2 separate regions of the Mus musculus genome follow, and region 2 is linked to region 1. Evidence: chromatin contacts called from public Hi-C data. All regions are on one chromosome and are shown on one strand. The core of a region is the stretch at or near the end of the contact, and the rest is flanking DNA. Distances in the headings are between cores, read along the strand shown.

The links. A called contact is a pair of places that touch in the nucleus more often than the background predicts.
Region 2: a contact with region 1 is called in a Hi-C map of cerebral cortex, with 2.8 times the contacts expected there. The contact joins the enhancer-like site here to the promoter of Gfra2 in region 1. A contact is called at or near these places in 8 of 39 promoter capture datasets (cranial neural crest, frontonasal cranial neural crest, hippocampal neurons and 3 more), 4 of 484 Hi-C or Micro-C datasets (cerebral cortex, cortical neurons and embryonic somatosensory cortex), 5 of 115 datasets of contacts at active chromatin or transcription factors (embryonic forebrain, embryonic hindbrain, embryonic midbrain and 2 more) and 1 of 9 other capture datasets (embryonic stem cells).

The regions. Positions count from the first base shown.
Region 1 is chr14:70,888,136-70,894,220 of GRCm38.p6, reverse strand. It overlaps Gfra2 (glial cell line derived neurotrophic factor family receptor alpha 2), which reads right to left and starts at 4,114. Exons shown (of 9, transcript NM_008115.3): 1 at 3,327-4,114. The coding sequence starts at 3,366.
Region 2 is chr14:71,888,924-71,894,540 of GRCm38.p6, reverse strand. All of the region lies in intron 3 of 4930434J06Rik (RIKEN cDNA 4930434J06 gene), which reads right to left. Among named protein-coding and RNA genes, the nearest start is that of 4930434J06Rik, 35 kb to the right of the region's middle. Within about 2 kb of position 2,655, at least 2 of the 459 cell types and tissues checked have an H3K27ac peak or open chromatin away from gene starts, as enhancers often do. A contact at or near this core is called in cerebral cortex, where this site is marked.

The DNA of each region.
Region 1 (6,085 bases), core at 2,865-5,364:
GATGAAAGGGAGTTGGCCTCCCGATGGAGGAGGCTCCAATTACAGCAAAGGAAAATTTCTTCTCTTGCTGACCAAAACCCTGGCCCAGAACAGAAAGAGCGGAAGGATGTAACCACACTGAAACAAGACAAGTCGTAGAAACCCCCATACAAAGTGGAAGTTGCTGAAAGCAAGGTCTGCCCAGGCACTAGCCTGAGATGTGTCCTCCACTACAGCTGAGGTAGCAGCTTTCTTTCAAGGCTTCAGCAGATTCCTGCATCCCTTTACAGGACTCTAGTGCCTCTGGGCCACCCAGGAACAGCTGAACTACCACGCCCCCAACTCGCACCTGTCAGCTGCTCTCAGGCAGCCAGCCAGCTCTGCATTCTCTCTGACTTTGTCCCGGGGTTCCATAGGACTTCACCTTCCACCTGATTGAGCTAAAGGTTTAACTGCCCAAGCGGAACACAGAATGGGACATGCTGGCACTCTGGCTGGGTCTTCTATGGGCTCAGAACTTACACGAGTTTAAAGTCAGTCTTGGCCTGCCCTGCAGCTGAAGCCAAAATCTCCCTTGATATCCTTAACACAAGCCTTTACTGGCTCCCACACCAGTCTCAAAGGGCTTCCTCATCCTGTCAACTGATGTTCATGAAGGGCAAGAATAGTTTCTGCAGAGGACCAGGACATCCTTTTGATCATTGTCCCTATCTCTGGGACTCGGCTTCAGAACTCCCAGAATCAACCAAGCCCAAGCAGAGAAGGGAAACACAGTAACCGGGAGAGGCTAGCCAAGAATCAGAAGAAAAGGCTACCTTCGTGGCCTGGAGGAAGAAAACCTGGAATTATCAAGAATAGACAGTGTGGACCAGTTCCAGGGAGTGCCAGGGAGGGGAAGGCAGAGGTCCACATTGCCCTCCTGTGTCTACAGTCCCCTCAACAGCCAGAATGTGCTAGAATACCACGGGGGGCCTGGTGCTCTGCCCACTCTGTTTCCTCTCTCCATGGCATCCTATGCCAACCTTGGAAATCTGGATGGTTGGGTTTAAAAGCCCTTTCTCTATAAGGTAAGTCCTCTGACATTAGGTCTCACTCAGAACCTTTGAGAAAGGCATCTGAAGGGGGCGGGACATGGCCCCAGCCAAACTGCTGATTTGAGACTGAAATCCCAAACTGCTAAGGAACCGCCACACTAAACAGACTTTCCAAGTGGTTCCCAACTATATAGTCATCTAGCCAGGAAAAGGCTTTTGGATTTAAGTTTCCTTCACACCATTCATCCCAGCCTGTCAGAGCTTTTCAGACTCCCCTGGCCTGCCATTCCCTTGAACCCTTTGCCCTGATTTGGAGAGGGACTTTTTGAGGGATAGGGGACTGAAGGGGCATAACTCAAGGAGGCATCAGGCAACCCCCTCCTCCTCCACTTTCCATTTCAGCCCTTGGGGAGCAGGCAGTGGCGGACATCTCTGCTCTCGGCTCATAATCTCTACACACATACGTGCAAATACGTGTACACACCCATTATGGGCAGGACGCCCATTGCCACATCTGAGGAGAACTGACTCCTCAGCTAGGATCACCCAATGTGCAACATGGGGTCTGATACTGGAGGGTATTGTGCTCATATACCACTGCCCCTCAGAGGGGGGCCCCTATACTTGGAAGCATGCATCCTTTATGAGGGAGGGGTGTAACTCAACAGCAGGCAATCTGGCCACTTTTTACCTGAAATGCAATGCTTTCTTCTTCGCTCTGATCATTCTAAGACCCTAGAAAGCTACGTTTTCAGACCATTAATGAAGATAAGGTCAAATTTTGTGACAGTTCATTCAGAATGAGAGTTCACTTCCCCCAAGGCTGCTGGAAAGGGATGAAAGTGAGCCCAGAGCATCTTCTACCCTCCTACCCTGTCCCTCCCACCCACAGGGTTACTGACATGTGGAGAAAGCAAGTATGGTGAAGGCCACACCCCAGGGCAGGGCTATGTCCCCTGGGAATGCATAGCTGGGAGGTAGAAAGTCTGTGAGCAAGCAAAGATACAGCCAATATCTATTCACCCTGACTACAAATCCCCTACAATCTGGAGGGCACTTCTTAGACCATGCATATCTTCCATAAGCAAAGGCTACCTCCCTGTCTGGGCTATCCAGAGCCCTTTTCTGCTGAAGGTAAAGGTGATTTCTTGATCCCTGCTTGGTAGCCAGTTCATTCTGGTCTACCAACAAGCAGAACAGCACCTGGACTAAAAGCAGATGTCACACACACACACACACACACACACACACACACAAACACACACATTTTCCAGAATTCCCTACCAGTAACCTTGCCTGGGAACCCTGGGTCCACACATAGCCTTTAGCTTTGAAAGCATCTTTTCTTTACCTGTAAACTATTCCTAGACCTTGCTTCCCAAGCAGCTGAGATTTTACAAAGTATAAGGGGAGGTGGGGAGGCGCCTGCTGGAGCTCAGAACCACTGGGCAGCCGCTCCTCCCTGTCACAGAGGGAGGGGGCTTATGGGGTGAGCAGTAAGTGGTCTTTGTTAAGATCTGTTTTCTCCCTTTTCCTGCATTCCCCCGCACCATCTTCTTTCCAAGGAGCAAACTTTGGCCTCCTCTTTCCCGTGTCACATGCCCTAGGCCCCTGGGTTGTTGCTCTTGAAGGCCTTGAACACCCATTTGCAAGCCTGAGCTCCACCTACCCATCTGGCTTGGAAAGGGAGGCCGTGGGTAGGGAGAAACTTGCAAAGTGCTACAGAGAGTGGAGAGATAGGGTGCGTTCCTGAGACTGATTGGCAAGTAGGAGGTGACTACAAGGACTCCCCGCAAACGTCCAAACCAAGACCTCCTGCCGAAACCCACTGACTCTGAGAGCCTTCCAGAAAGGAGGGGCAGGCTTGATAGCGTCCCGCCAGCCTCTCCCCATCCTTCCTTTCATTCACACCAACAGTTGCATTTTTTTCCTTCCTAAGTTGTTGCAAATTGAACCCATTATTTTGAGGGAAATGAGCGCTATCACGGCCTGCAAGTAAGAGTGTGTGTCGGGGTGTGTGCGCGCGCGCGGCACGGGAGTGCGTGCGGAGATGGTTTGAATGTTGGAAGTCTCCTTCTCGGTCCTCCGCGCAACCAGCTAGCCGCTGCACAGCTCCCTCCTCTAGAGCCTCCCAGGCAGTTCGGCTCCCCGGAGCCCCAGGCCCGGGCTCCCAGCCTGGCGCGATCTCCCGGTGTCTCCCACGGCGCCCTGCTTGCAGCCCCCAAGCCCACCCCCGCATGCCCAGCTTCCAGTGGGCGACTGAACGCGCGCAGCCCCTTGTGACCCCCAGACTCGCCACCTGCAGGTACTCACCTAAAAAGAAGAAGAGGCAGAAGGCGTTTGCCAAGATCATGTTAAATAAATCCCACAGTTTTGTGTGTATGTGTCTTTCTCCCTTAGGTTTAAAAAATAAAAATAAAATAACAACGGTAATAATAACAGCCAAGCAATGATAACGACCCCCAAATCCAATGCGGAGATCCCGCCAGGCGGCCGCCGGTTGAAGATCCCGAGTCCAGGGATTCTCGCTGCTGGCTGGAGGGGGAGGGGTGGGAGGCGGGCGGTGGGCTGCCTCTCGACGTCCCCCCCTTGCCACTGAAATCAAACACACGTAGCTATGTGTCTGGCTGCCTTCTAAGCCAACAGCCTGGTCCTGAGGTCAGCCCAGCCCTTCGCTCTCGCGGCCGGGAAGGCGCGAGTCCCCGTGGGTCCAATTCCCCTGCACTTCCCAGGAGGGGACTGGAGAGGTGGGGGCGAGGCGATCTGAAAGTGAAGGACTGGAAGAAAGCAGCGAGGGAGGGGGGTCAGAATAAATGCAAATAGGAAAGAAATCCACCGACGGATGGGAGCAATCCAGTAGAGCTTCTAGGACGGGAGACCAGAGTCGCTTCTTTGGCACCAAGACGAAGAAAAAGATTCAAAATAAAAAAAAAAAAATCTTCTCCCGCTATCCCTTGCTTCGGCTCACTTTTTCTAATGGAATTCCAGTGCCGGTGTGCCTGTGCTTGCGTGTGTCTTTCCTCCCTTCCTCTCTCCCTCTCCTCTCCTCTCCTCTCCTCTCCCTCGCTCTCGCTCTTTGCTCTCGATCTCCGCTCTCCCTCACTCTCCCTCTCTCTCTCTCTTCCCCTCCCTACTCCCTCTCTCCCTGCTCCTCCCTCCGCCCGCCTGCTCCCTCCCTCCCCCTTCGCGGCTTCCTCGCCTAGGCTCTCGCGCCTCGCCCCTCTCCTCTGCTCGGGGCTCAGCGCCCCGGCTCCCTGGCGGCTGGCGGCGCAGCGCGCGGGAGCGCGGCGGAGCAGCTACACTCTGCAGCAGCAGTGGTAGCGACTCGGCGGTGATGGAAGCTACACCGGAGTGGCGCTGGCGCCCAGGAACACTGGCCTAGGGGTGAGCTCCACCGCTGGCTCCCTCGGCTCAACTGCCCGCCCTTGGGACCAGCCTGCTGCCTTGGCCGGAAAACCGACTAGATCCCCCGGCCAGTGTCCACGCTCAAACCAACGAAGCCTCCCGCCCCCTCCTCTCCATGCAATGTCTCATCCTGGCTAGGTGAAGGCTTGCGTTCTCCAAGTGCTCCTGCCCCTGCACTGGACCCCCAGAGCCATGAGGTTTCGGAAGCCTGAACGAGGTTAGGGAGACACTGAGGCCCGGGTGCTGGAGCCATCCTAGAGGCATGGGGGCAGGGCAGTAGAAAAACCCAGGCGTGGTGGTCCAGGTCTGAAAAAGAGAGCACCACTCTGCAAGCTGATGTATTCCTTGTGGGGAGCCGTTCTGAGAGTCTTCCCAAAAGCACTAGGGAACCCAAAGACGCCCTTGTAGGCCAACCCTATCTCCCTGGGTCTAACCCCGCGCTCCTATTCGTGTGTTCTGCATGCAGAGCTCAAGAACTTTTACCGCACACTAGTGACTCGCTTGCCACCCCACCCCGCGCGCGCTCCCCAACACACAGGCACACACACCAGCTCTGCAGCCATTCCAGACACCTCTTCCCCAGTTGGTCTCTCCTCCCCTGGACCAGAGAGAAGATTGTCTAGGGGTCCCAACTTCCTCCTCCAAGGCCAGTGAACCAGCCAGAACTGCGCGGGAAAAATCCAGCCCGGGTTGACACCCCACCCTACTGGGGAGCCCCAAAACAAGGGACACTCAGGCCTCTGCTTCACACCCCCTCCCCGCACACAGAGATCTCCTGGACTCCCTAGAGCTAGTCGGGGAACTAAGGCCACTCCCGGTTCCCGAAGCTGAGGGTGGAGACCCTTCCGGATGGAGACTCCTCCCCAAGCCGGGAAGGGGGACAATTTATCCATCTGTCTTTGGCCCCAGCTCACCGGCGTAATTTAGTCATAGAATTTACAATAAAAGCCCAGAAGCCCCGAAAAAAGAAGCGTCTGGCTGGAGAAGGGTTGAAGGCGAAGTGAGGTTGCTGACCGAGGTGGCAGGGCGGCAGACAGGCAGTACACATGTCTCAGCGCCCTCGGGATCATACAGCCCACGCACACCCGGCACCCTAGTTCCACGCTTTTCTCTGACACACCTTCGGCTGCCCTGGCATTTCGCACTCCTATGTCTTGCATGCGACTCCCGGAGCCAGGTTTAGGCGATGCTTCGTCAACTTTCCACGTTGCCAAAAAAAAAAAAAAAAAAAAAAAAAAAGCTGTCACCATCTCAAGCTTATTTGGGAGTGTCTTCTAAAATACATTGTTAAATATTAAGGCGGTGGAATAAAGGAAGTGGTAGTGTGTTTAGTGTGAAGAGAGGGGGTCACTCACAAAACCAGCAGCCTTAGCTGCTAGTGGGAAAGCTAGAGGGAGCAACTTCCATCTTGTGGATTTAGGCGGGAAGGCACAGAACAGGCGTTTCATCTGGCCATTGGGAGACAACGATCCTAGACCCTACACCCAAAAATAACACCACTGTGACAGCTGGGTAGGGGAGAGTTCCAACGAAAAGTGCCTAAGCAGCAGCAGGGGAGCGTTGGCTTCTCTCGTCAATCCTCCATCCCTCTGCTGTTTTTTACTTCCCAGAGTCCCCTAGGTTCTTTTCAAACATTGGGGAACTTACACATCTGATGTAGGTTAGAA
Region 2 (5,617 bases), core at 1,406-3,905, 1.0 Mb before region 1:
ATTTTATTTTATTTTATTTATTTTATTTTATTTTATTTTATTTTATTTTATTTTAATTTTCCTGTCTCCTTTTTGCAATCCTGTCTGTGGAGGGTTTTATTTAAAGAAATGACATTAGGCCTACAAAGAAAATAAGGGCTCATCTATGAAACAATTATAACTAACAGGAGCTCCTCAGATATCATTTAAATTTACCATCAAGCTGCCCTTCAAGGCAAACTTTATTTTCATTATTTTATAGAACTCAAGTTTGAGTCTGAATCAAGGTATAAGATTTGCATAGCCCACCAAATGAAGTCCATGAATGGACAGCTTCTATTTCAGGCCCACCCATGCCCTGTATGCTTTCATTACAGCACTCTCACTTCGGTGATGTTCCCCAACCTTGAGTTTCCTTGTCTCTGTCAGAAAGACCCTTGGACCTCAAATGTTATTATCTAGCTTACGATATCTCTCTTCTCATAACTTGCCTCCCAGTGAAGGCACTTTATTACTGGCTGTATTCTCAAATACATTTTCCTTTTCCAGCCACTACAATTTTCACAAGCAGAGGGGCGTTGTTAACTCGAGTTTTCCTTGCTGGACTTGACATTGCCTGATTGCATTCCACTGACATGCCCTCCTCCCGCTGAGTTGCTGAGATGGTCCCCTATCATTTCTGCATCCCAAGCTGGCAGGGTGTGTGGCTTTGCAGTGTCTTTTTTCCACTCCAAAAAGAATAGGATAGAACAGCTTTATGGATGAAAATCAGAGGCTCATGTAATGGGAAAGCCAGATTACTGCTTTCCTACCAAGGGAAAAGCAAAGCTTACCAACATGAATTTGTCCTCCTGTCTTGTCCCCTCTCTTTCCCTCCCACCTGAAATTCTGACTTTTTATGTGTGTTTTTGTCTTTCTGAGGGGGAAAAAAGATGTATATCTTGATAGAGCATTTCTAAAGTAGAAAGGGAGAACAAATAACAAAGGAACTGTCCATGGTACCCAACGGTCCTATTAGTAAATAATCCATTGACTGCTTGAGTCACAAAACTGCAAACAAGAATGGGTGACTAAAGACTCTTCAGTCATCTATTGGACATTTTGCAATAGATTGGACAATTGAACAGGTTAAAATTAATGGTGTACATCCTTCAAGACTTGCTGGGATTAAATATTCCCCACATTGTGTGATGGCCCAAAGCAAAACACAGCTTGGGAGGAGGAGAGACAACCGAGGTGAAGAGGCATATTCTGAAGCAAAGAACTTAAGGGAGTGAACTTAAAGAATACTGGGAAATGTTTATCTCAAAGTCTTGGAGGAGCAAAGACAGAAAAGGCATGCGGTCTCAGAAATAAGTCTTTCAACCAACAGAACTCTCTCAATTAAGAATGGCTGGCAACTAGAAGCAGGATCATATCCTACATTGTGGTAGGACATGCTTGAATCTATAGATTCAACTCTCTATAGATCAGTTTGCCACTTACAAATGCAAAACAGAGAAATGGTCACCCAACCCATGAAGTCATTCAGGGAATGGAACAAGATGGTATGGAATTCCAATACATGCCCAGATCCCATAAGCACCCAAGAATTATTAAGAGCTCTCTACAGCTCTTTGCTTTGATCAAGTCCAAGCTACAGGATTTATAAAGTATGCAAGGCATTTGTTTCTCCTGCTTCTCCACAGAAGCTTTTATTTTGTCCCTTACTCTTTTCTCCAGGGGGAGAGGGTAAGTGGAAGAAATGATGGCAAAAATCTAAGGAAGTGATCAGGGACTTGCTGGCATTTAATTACTAAGAGATGAAAAGACATAAGAGGTGGGGCTTAGAGAAGTTGCGGGAGTCTTTGGGGAGACGTGGAGCCTCTCTTTATTCATTTTATGCTGATATAAGAGGATTCCTGAGATGGATGACTTAAGGGCATAATTATAACGTATAGAAGTGCAACGCATAAATGTATTTTTCTGGATACTGATAAGCTCCCAGTCAAGGGACCCACATCTAGTGATAGTTTCACTTTCTTTGGTCATAGTAGAAAGCAAAATGATGAGAAAAGCGGGGAATGGGTAGTAGAATCAAACTACAGCTTCAAGCCTCTTTATCATTAGCTAATTATGGGGGGGGGACTTCATGACCTACACACCTGTTTACCTCATCTCCCACTACTGTTGAAGTGGAGGTTAAGTCTGGAGGCATAACACAACCATAGCCCATTAGTACTTTATGCTCAATATATAGCCAGCTATAGATATATGATAGTCATGAATTAGTTCTCAGAATGCAGTTCATTGTGATCCTACTACTGAATCACCCTCTAGTTTACCAGGAGAGCTAAAGTGCTAACGGTTCTGGTTATTTTGTGACACAGGTGGTCTGTGACAGAGATGATCTCATTTAAGATCAGCTGGCTCAGTCCCATGGATAACATGTAGGTGCTAGTGGGAGGCAACTATGAAAAACGCATTTTTTTTTTTCAGAATTTGCTGTGCTAGACAGGGATAGGCTGTGAAATCTCCTTTTAGGCATTCAATTTGTCAACAAAGATTTTGCTCAGGCCCCTCTATGAGAGTCATTGATTTAAACACTTTGTTGCTTTTGTGCAGACCTTATCCTATCTGTCTCAGGGCAGAGCCTGAGCTGAGAGAGAAGGAAAGTGTTAGGAGCTGGCTGCAAGGCTGACTGCGTGCATGTGGGGACTTTTCTGACAGACAGGCATTCAACCCACATTTACTGAGGCCTATCTGGCTCAGCATCATGATAAGCACTGCAAGAAACACAAAGATGAATAAAACATAGTCTCTGTCCTTGAGGATCTCACAGTCTAGTGGATAAGAGAATCAAATAAGGAAATACAAATAACACAAAGTGATGTTTTGAAATAGAGTGGTATAGAGTGTGCTCCTGGAGAAACTGTAACCTTCAGCAGGACGCGTGGGAAGCCAGGGCTCCCTAAACTGGTGCTTAGTAACTGGGAAGCCAGAACCAGGCTGAGAGGCAAGAGTTGGATGAAGACGTTGAAACCAGCCAGAAGCTGAGTGAGGGTGCCAGCAGCAGGGCCGGAGTGAGTCACAGAAATTCAGAGGGTGATGGTCAAAGCATGAGTCGTTGTTTTGGTTTTGGTTAATTTGGTGCATTTTATTTTGTTTTATAAATGTGAAGATCAACCATTTAGACAGTGGTACTTTACTTTGTAAGTCACAAGGTTAGAATCAAACTATGCACTTCAGCTAGACAGTGACAGAACAATGTCAGGAGTCTTGGAACTTTATCTTACATAGTCTGCAGTGAACAGACACTGTTTAAAAACATAGCAACCAGGGTTGTAAATTTTCCAGCATGGATTGTAGCTGCTCTGATTGTTCTGATGTGTCAACTTGTACCATGTTTAGTATTCTGCTCATGCTTAGTCAATGCTGACATTAAAAATGGCACTTAAACAGAGCTCCTGTATGGTACTTGCTATGCTAGTTAATCCCAGTGTGTGTGTGTATGTGTGTGTGTGTGTGTGTGTATCTGTGTACATAAACATGCAAATATGCATATAGAAATGAGAGCTGAATTGCGAGCATCTTTCCCACTCTCACTGAACCAGGGGAGTGCTGATTTGGCTAGACTGGCAGGTCAACATGTCCCAGGGTACCACTTATCTCTCTCTGCCTACCCAGGACAGAGCTTACACATGAATGCCACAGTGCTCAGATTTTGGGGGATGCTGGGGATCCAAACCCAGGTCTTCATGCCCATGCAGCAAAACACTGTACCAAGTGAGCTTTCCCCCCCAACCTGTTCTACTCTAAGCCTTGATCTATGTCCTGATAACCAGGAGGTTGGCTGAATCACTAATCTTTGGGAAGACAGAGAGAAGTACAAAGGGAATTTCTGGGGGCAGAGGAGAGGGCAGGAATGAAGCAGCTTCATTGCATACTTACTTAGAGTTTGACCCACAGAGGTCCTGCTGTTTCCCTCTCTATTTTAGAACTGGCCCTTTTGGACAGGACAACTGTGTTTCCTTCCTAGGAAACAAGATCACATTTCCAGAGGCAAATGGTTTCTTTCTTTCATTTCTCTGGTAGCCTCCATGTATCTAACATTCATTAATAAAGCTCCAATCCCTTGCCACAGGCATTTGGATTTGATTGAAGAGTTCAATATAAATGAATATCTAGAATGAACCATTTAGAAACACACTCCTCCCACAGTTAGGAGAAGTAGCTTCTAAAATGTCTACCTCTGTACAGGTGGTAAAACATGCTTCTGGGAGTCCTGTGGATCTTTTGGACATAGGCTCTGCATGACTTTGAAGGAGTTTTCGGGTCCTGATTCTTGTTTTCTCGTTATGAACAGCTGTCTGGTCATTAATCCAAGGGGTTCTTCTGATATGCATTTCCATTCATTCTCACCTATCACCCCACCAGAGGCCCAAAGCAACAAGGCCACTTCATTATGACTTGAAGACATCAAAGCAATTGGCTAAATAAACTGTTTCTCTTATAAGCTATTGGGCTCAGGTATTTTATTACAGTAAAGGGGTGCTATTTAATATAATCGTCCTTTCCCTACAGTCATTCTCTTTATTTTTTCCACCCAAAATTGTTCAGATACTGTGTTTATTTGGAGATAGAAGAGGAAGATAAAGGGCTCTAGAGCAGCAGTCCTCAACTTGTGGGTCTTGACCCCCTTGGAGGTGGCATGTGAAATATCTTGTATATTAAATACTTACTTTTTATTCATAACTAACAAAATTACAAGTTATAAAGTGGCAATGGAATGATTTTATTCTTATATTTGGGGGTTATCACAACATGAGGAACTGCATTCAAGGGTCATAGCCATAGGAAGGTTGAGAACCACTTCTCTAGAGAATCCAACAATCTCTCTTCCATTTTCCAGATAAAAATGGTCTATAAAGTTATGTCTCATAACCCAGGACAGAACTGTGCTAAAATGGCATCTTTGAATAAATGCTGTTTTGCTGAGATGGAATGGATTTCCTAACAGCCTCCTTGAATAGGAAATCTTTTCTAATTGCGTCAACCATCCCACACCATCTTATTCACATGAGCAATATATCTTACAACATTTCTGGTAATTCTGAAAAAATTGTGATACATGATAGAAGATTAATAGGGAGGAATTCATACCATTTAGAAGCTTATAAACTAAAGAAGCTTTAAGTAAAGACTTGGCTTTGATTCATAAAACTTTGTAATATGTAAGTTAATCATGTAAGACAGGAGGGAAATAGACATTTTTAAATATGACCACTTTTTTTTTATCAGTTTGAGTTGTAGTGATGATGATGAAGGTGAAGATGATGATGAAGGTGCAGATGATGATGATGATGATGATACCCTAGACTGGGTGGTTTAAATGACACACATTTATTTTTCACAATTCTGGAGTTTGGAAAGTCCAAGCTTAAAACACTGGTCAATCAGAGGTCTGAAAATAAAGAATGTTTTACAGCTTGCTAATAAAATTGAAAACCAAGGCCTCTTTTTCCCTCTCGTCCTTTTCTCTCTCTTTCTCCTGTGAACTGGAGTTCCCCATGTTACACAATTCTCCTGCCTCAATCTCCCTAGTGCTGGATTCAGACATGTGTGAGCACAGTCAGCTTCATTTCCTTTCTTGTGAAGG